Linked DNA regions of Mus musculus: region 1 is linked to region 2. A link is a contact called in public HiChIP or PLAC-seq data. All regions are on one chromosome and are shown on one strand. The core of a region is the stretch at or near the end of the contact, and the rest is flanking DNA. Distances in the headings are between cores, read along the strand shown. Region 1 overlaps Wwox (WW domain-containing oxidoreductase). Region 2 overlaps Wwox (WW domain-containing oxidoreductase).

Region 1 (3,271 bases), core at 553-3,052, 560 kb after region 2:
GTCATCTGATGACATCCCAGGGACCCCAGGACGACTCTGATGCTTATAAAACAGGCCCTTGACGTAACCCTTATCAATAAATGACCATGGACACCCCCCCCAAGGATGGAAGGTGCAATCTTGACCCCAATCATTGACCTAGATCCACAGCAGAGCGAGGGAATCCTGCCTCCTAGGTTACAGTCCCTGCAGGGCCTGAGGGTTGATTTTGTTTTTAAGGATTCTTTTAAAGTTAGAATTTTTTGGCCCTTCCTGTAGGCCTTTCTCTTTCTCCCCTCTATTTTCCTAAAACCTCTCTGATTTATTTTATTTATTGCTTTTTCAATATCTGGAGTGTTACAGTTCTTCAGGGCTCGTGCTGAGTGTACGTTAGGTTGTCCATGTTGTGTTGTCCGTTTTCAGAAGCTGGCCTTGGCAGACGTGGGCTGGACAAAGACTCAGTTCCAAGCTACTGGATCCGGAGTCAATCCTGGCTTTTAATTTAATATCTCCCATGACCTTGAATGTATCATTTGGTATTAATTTTCTCATCTGTTCCTCTGGGCTACTTAATATCTCTCACCTTTCTCACAAGCTTCTTGGGCAGCAGAACTGTATAGTGCTCTAGATGAATCTGCACACTAGGAATGCACAGTGAGATAATTGAGTTATTTATGTAAGACAATGATTCAAGAAATTCTTCAAATAGCTGCACTTTTCATTTCCTCCTCTAAGAACGGAGAGACAGCTGAGGCCATTTTCCCTCCTGATTTTAAATCGGAAACACATCCTTCCTTTGAGATCACATTTACCTGTGCATGTGTGTGCACTCATGTGCACACATGGAGGTCAGGGACAATTGGAAGTCTGTTCTCTCAATCCAGCATGTGGCTCCTGGGAATCAAACTCAGGCCCTCAGGCTTAGTGGCAAGTGCCCTTTACCACTGAGCCATCTTGCCTGTCCCCTAGAAAATTCTTAACACATATTTATTTCAAAAGGAGAATGGCCTTCCATACAAATGTAGGTCTCATGTTCCCCTGTCTCTCTCCTTCCCTCCTTCCTTTCCTCTCCCACCCTACTTATCTCCTTCTCCCGACATGCAAGAGGGCAGGACAATAATTAGTATAATACTCTATGCATTCAATCAGGAGGCCAACAGAGAAAGCTGTTAGGTGCATTTAACAGAGGGGCCACATGTGTAAAAGGTTTAATAGACCATGTTAATGAGACCTTAGTAACGGGATCCAAAGCCAGACTGTGGCCCAAAAGTCACTGTGGCAGGGGGACCTCAGGGTAAAGGGTTTTTTTTTTTTTTTTTTTTTTTTTTTTTTTTTTTTTTTTTGAGACAGTCTTTCTTTGTAGCTCTGGCTTCCTGAAACTCACTCTGGAGCCCAGGCTGGCCTTGAAATCACAGAGATCTGCCTGCCTCTGCCTCTGCCTCCTGAGTGCTGGGATTAAAGGCGTTTGCCACCACCACCCAGTTGAATATTATACTTGCTTAAGCCACTTAGTTCTTTTATTTTGTGTTACTGCCTGAAGCAGTCAAGGCAGAGACCCTGGCATTAGCTTCAAAACCTTATTTATTTGCCTGTCTGTCTATCTATCTTTCTATTTCTTTTTATTTATGCCCCTAGCTACGTGTTATGGAGTAGGTACCTCTCTCTCCCCCTCTGGAAGTTAAAGGCGATGAAGCGGGTGGAGGCGGGGTTTCCTCTTCCTGTTTGCATGGGCACGGCAACAAAACCAGGGAACAGAGGGTGAATAGCATGACTTGGACTGGCCTTCCCCAGAACTGCAGTTGCCTATGGTGGTTGCGGTTCAGCCCCCCCCAGTGGCTCCCACTCACCTCACAGAGCACACAATCTGACAAACCCGGCCAATCATAAACCAAAGGAGAGTGCTTGCCTTGTCCAATGTAGTGATTGTGCTGCGTCCTCTTAACTCTGAGAAGCACCCCAAAGACACTGTGCCACCTCCGTGCTATTTATAGCCATTTGTACCTCTTGCCTCTGGGACCTAAATTGGAAACCTAATTTTAGATCCATAACAGCCAAAAGCTGATTTTTTTTTTTTTTTTTTTTTTTTTTTTTGGTTAAGCTTCTGCAGTAGTGCATAAGCATCCTATGAGCAAGTTCAGGTTAATTTACCTCACTGTGGATATTTAATTATGTCATTGAGAAAACACCGATAATTAAATCATTATTTCTGAGGTTGTTGGTCCAAGGACGCTTTGTGAAGAGTCACAGGCAGAAGCGGGGGGTGGGGGTGGGGGGGGGGGAAGGTGGGGGGGGGTTGGTCTAGTGCAGGGCTGGGCTTTGTCTTTTCAGTAGAGGTCGGGGCCACTCTGGCAGCCCAGTCACCCTACTTCCTCACTCTCTCTGGGCTTTGGTTCCCAAAAATTTCCCAGAACAATGTCTGTTTGCCCGGCCTGCAGTGGAACGGAGGCATGAAGGCTTGTTCCTACTTCGCGTGCGCGTAGCATTCACACCTCACGGTTCCCAAGGTCTTTGCTGGGTGGATGGCCAGACAGAAAAAGTGAATTCTCTCCTGAGTGAAGCACAATTAAAACTCTGACGACGGCGGCATTTGGCTTTTGAAATATGTGGGTTCCTGAAAGGCTCCAGTCCACACTGAAATTTCTGTACCTGCTACATAAATGCCCGGGACAGCCTTGCCCAAAAGGTATTCTTTCTTGACGTTTCTCCCAGGATGCATTACAGCCTGTAGTAGGTTTTCAGAGAAAAGTCCGAAGACCTTAAAAGCCTAAGACGAAGTGAGCTCCACACCAGAGCTGGGGCAAGGGGAGAGAGGGAGAGAGAGAGAGAGAGAGAGAGAGAGAGAGAGAGAGAGAGAGAGAGAGAGAGAGAGAGAGAGAGAGAGAGAAATTCCACGTGTGGATCTGTCACACTGGTGAAGGTTTGGAGGGGAACTTGGGCCAAGAAATGCAAGCATGGCTGGAAACTGAGTCCTAGCTCTGGTGGACAGCCAGAGAGAGAAGCAAGCACCTTCATCTTACAGATGTGTAGAAGATCAGATGTGAAGAAGGTCTTGGTACTGCAACCACGAAGGAAAAAAAAAAAAGCTATCTTGGGCTTTTCAAGTCCCTCAACAGAAAACCCAACTGAGAGCCAGGCATGATAGCACAGCCTGTCATCTCAGCTACCCAAGAGGATGAGGCAGGAGGATTTCAAATTCAAGCCCAGCCTTTGAAACTCAGTGAGAGAGTATCTCAAAAGAAAAAGTAGAATTTTTTTTATTTTTAATTATTTATTTATTTATTTATTGGTAAGT
Region 2 (3,435 bases), core at 197-2,696:
GGGGTCACTAGAAACTGAATCCAGGTCCTCTGGAAGAGTGGTCAGTGCTCTTAACCACTGAGCCATCGCTCCAGCCCCCCCTTCCCCCCCCCCCCCCCCCCCGCTATCACAGCTTCTGTGAGTTTGTATGTGTAGTTCCATCCTAGGTCCAGCAGCTACTGCTGCCTCATAGTTATCATGGGCCTGTGGCTCTCACATTGGCCTGTAGCTCTCATACCCTTAACTTTGAAAGGCATGAGGGTGCGTATATATTCCCTGTAGGGCTGATAGTTCTGTTGTTTCATGGTCTCTATACTCTGACAGTTGCATGACTCTGTATTAGTCACCATCTACTACAGGCAGAAGTTTCCCTGATGAGGACCGAGAAGCACGTTAATCTATAGGTGTAGCATATTGATGACTCATTAGGAGTTAGTTATTTTAATACCATGTCCATTTAGCAGAATAATACTAGTAAGTTTCTCGAGGGCCTGTGAACTGTCTAGCCAGAGGTTTTTAGTCCAATAATAGTACCAGCTGTGGGTTTCATCTTCTGGAGTGGAATTGAACCAGGAATTTAAAATATTTGCTTCTGCTGGCTTAGTTTTCATTCCAGGATATACTCTAGTTTCACCCAAATATTCTAAAAGTTTCTTCTCCTTGGAGCTTCTTACTGGTTGCTCCCCTGGGAAAAGCCCTCCCTTGTGTTGCGTCTTGCAGGCACACGTGTGACTGCCTCCTCTTCTGGCTGATGCAAGCACTTTATCCTTTAAGTCCAGGATGCAGAGCATGTGCCCTGGAATCAGGGCTTTAATGATTTGAGATGAACTTATCGATTTTAGGCCTGAGCATGGGGAGAGGGGAGGATATTAATACTTATTTTTAAAATATTGAGATTATATAATAAATCCCTAATGCATTAGTTATTCTATTTTTAAAAAGGCCTTTGTGAATGCTATATATAACATTTATAAGTCTGAGATATAATGTTAAAAAATTCTTTGGTCCTTAAATTCTCTGACATGGGTTATTATATTTTTATGACTATTAATTTTGATATAGGCCCTTTAAAATCAATTTTTCCCTGTAATTACAAGGCTGTTTTATGGTGTGTGTGATATATCATGTGAGTGTACTTGAGGGTCATGAGAAGTTCACATGTGTGCTGTGTGGGCCCAGACTCTTTGCCACAGCTCCAGCTCAAGGGTGGCCTGTGTGTCCCTTTCTTAGGATACAGGAGGTGCTCAGCGCCTGGGCTCCTGTCCCATCCTCCTCCTTTTGGTTTTAACATCATTGAAAACCAGCGATATCGTATATTGAGAAATCCTGGACTCGTTTGGGTATGTTTGGATTTATAGGACCAAGCAGCCACTGAGTCAAAACGATGCTGATAATTCTCCAAGTCCCAGGCAGCGCCCGGTATCACACAGTGGCCACAGCTCACTGTCTGTCAGGCTGGTTTGGTACAGAGAACCACACGTCTGTATTTTAAAAATAGAACAAGAATTATAAAATACCACAAGTCTCATCCCACAAGGGATTTACAACTCAAAGTTAAGTAAAACAAAACTGAGTAAGAAGGATGTTGTATATAGAATCCCTCCCAAACCCCCTCCCTCCTTCCCCTTGCTTTATTTTCCTCGTCTCCTTCTCTCTCTCTCTCTCTCTAAAATTTCTTTTCCTCTCTTTTTTGTCCTTTCTAGCAAGGGGATTAGAGTGAAAACTCAACTGGACGTGCCCTTCTGGGTGGTCTTAAACACTTATTTATTTTTTGTTTGTTTTTGAAACAGTATCAGTTTCTTTTTTTATTAATCATTTTATTCGTTTACATTTCAAATGATAGCCCCCTTTTCGGTTACCCCTCCACAACCCCCCCCATCCTGACCCTCCTCCCCCTGCTTCTATGAGGGAGCTCCTCCACCCACCCACCCTACCCCAGCCTCACTGCCCTAGCATCCTCTGACCCTGGGGCATCAAGCCTCCATAGGACCAAGGGCCTCCCCTCCCATTGATGTCAGATAAGGCCATCCTCTGCTACGTCTCTATCTGGAGTCATGTGTACTCTTTGGTTGGTGGTTTAGTTACCGGGAGCTCTGGGTGGTCCAGGTAGCTGATGTCGTTCTTCCTATGGGGTTGCCATCCCCCTCGGCTCCTCCAGCACAACACTTTTTGGTTGTTTTATTTATTCTTTTCTCATTTATTACACCCTAAATGCAGTTTCCCCTCCCCCCTCCCTTCCCAGTCCCCCCCCCCTTACCCCCACCCTCTCCTCCTCCATTTCTCTTCAGGAAAGGGCGGGCCTCCCAAGGATATCAACCAAGCATAGCTTGTCAAGTTGCAGCAAAACCAGCCTCTTCTGCTTTTATTAAGGGCGGACAAAAGAGTAAGAGCGAGTCATGGCCACCACGCTTAGGAGTCTCATACGAAGAGCCAGCCACACAACCGTAACATGTATGCAGAGGACGTAGACCTCCGCTGCCTCACTGATTGTCGGGCCAGCCTCTGTCAGCCCCCGTAAGCCTAGGTTAGTTGATTTCTGTGGGTTTTCTTGTGGTGTCCTGGCCCTGCTGTCTCCTACAATCTTTCCTCTCTTCTGCAGGATTCCCCAAGCCTAATGTTTGGCTGCGGGTCTATGCATCTGTTTCCCTGAGTTGCTGGGTGAAGCCTCTGTAATGATGATCACACTAGGGTCCCTGTCTCAGAGTATAGCAGAATAAAAATGAATAAGAATAATAATAGTGAGTCAGTTTCTCAAAAGGGGGGTGTGGGTTGGTTGTTGGGTATGGGTGTGGGTGGGGCATGGGGTTTTATTTACTTGGCTTTAGGGGGTTTGTTTGTTTCCTGCTCTTATTCTCATTTTCAAGACAGCATCTCACTGTGTAGGCCCAGCTCTTACTGAGCTCACAGAGATCCACTGACCTCTGCTTTCTGAAATGAGGGCATGTATCATACCAGGCTATCTGCCGGCTTTAAAGGAGAAAAAAACACACACACAAAGATGACGTTAGTAATAGTTAGTAATAAACATAAATGGTTAAGAATGTATTTCAAAATGGTAACAGTTTTTACACGTGTATCTTGACAGGAATCACCCCTCTAAGGCCTTTGGTCCTTGCCCTCTGGCCTAGTGAAACAAGCCTGCCAGACCAGCTCTCTTTGTGCCCTGGTGGCAGGTCACGGGAGTGCACTTGTGGCGATGGTGTTGAGACTCCAGTTTCTCTTGTGGCTAGAAAGAGCTTCCACCCGGAGCTGCCCTCAGCTCTACCTGCATGGTCAGTCAAGGATGGCTCCACGATCTCAAGGTCTCCCCTTCCATCCTTGTGCCTTTTTGCCTCTCTTTCTGCTTTCTGTTACGTACATCAAACTCTCAAAATAGACGGAAACATGGAAGGCGGCATGCAGTTCCCTCGTGCCTTGTGGACAGAGCTGTCTAGCAAGCCCCCCGGAGACAGTCTG

The links. HiChIP or PLAC-seq counts read pairs in DNA pulled down with a chosen protein or histone mark.
Region 1: a contact with region 2 is called in a RAD21 HiChIP or PLAC-seq map of pro-B cells, with 7 times the contacts expected there. The contact joins two enhancer-like sites. A contact is called at or near these places in 3 of 15 datasets of contacts at CTCF or cohesin (large pre-B cells, pro-B cells and stem cell-derived epiblast-like cells), 7 of 484 Hi-C or Micro-C datasets (cerebellum, embryonic stem cells, muscle stem cells and 2 more) and 1 of 115 datasets of contacts at active chromatin or transcription factors (large pre-B cells).

The regions. Positions count from the first base shown.
Region 1 is chr8:115,108,864-115,112,134 of GRCm38.p6, forward strand. All of the region lies in intron 8 of Wwox (WW domain-containing oxidoreductase), which reads left to right. Among named protein-coding and RNA genes, the nearest start is that of Gm39257, 150 kb to the left of the region's middle. Within about 2 kb of position 1,803, at least 17 of the 459 cell types and tissues checked have an H3K27ac peak or open chromatin away from gene starts, as enhancers often do. A contact at or near this core is called in pro-B cells, where this site is marked.
Region 2 is chr8:114,547,100-114,550,534 of GRCm38.p6, forward strand. The region is part of intron 5 of Wwox (WW domain-containing oxidoreductase); the gene reads left to right. Among named protein-coding and RNA genes, the nearest start is that of Gm16116, 48 kb to the right of the region's middle. Within about 2 kb of position 1,447, at least 10 of the 459 cell types and tissues checked have an H3K27ac peak or open chromatin away from gene starts, as enhancers often do. A contact at or near this core is called in pro-B cells, where this site is marked.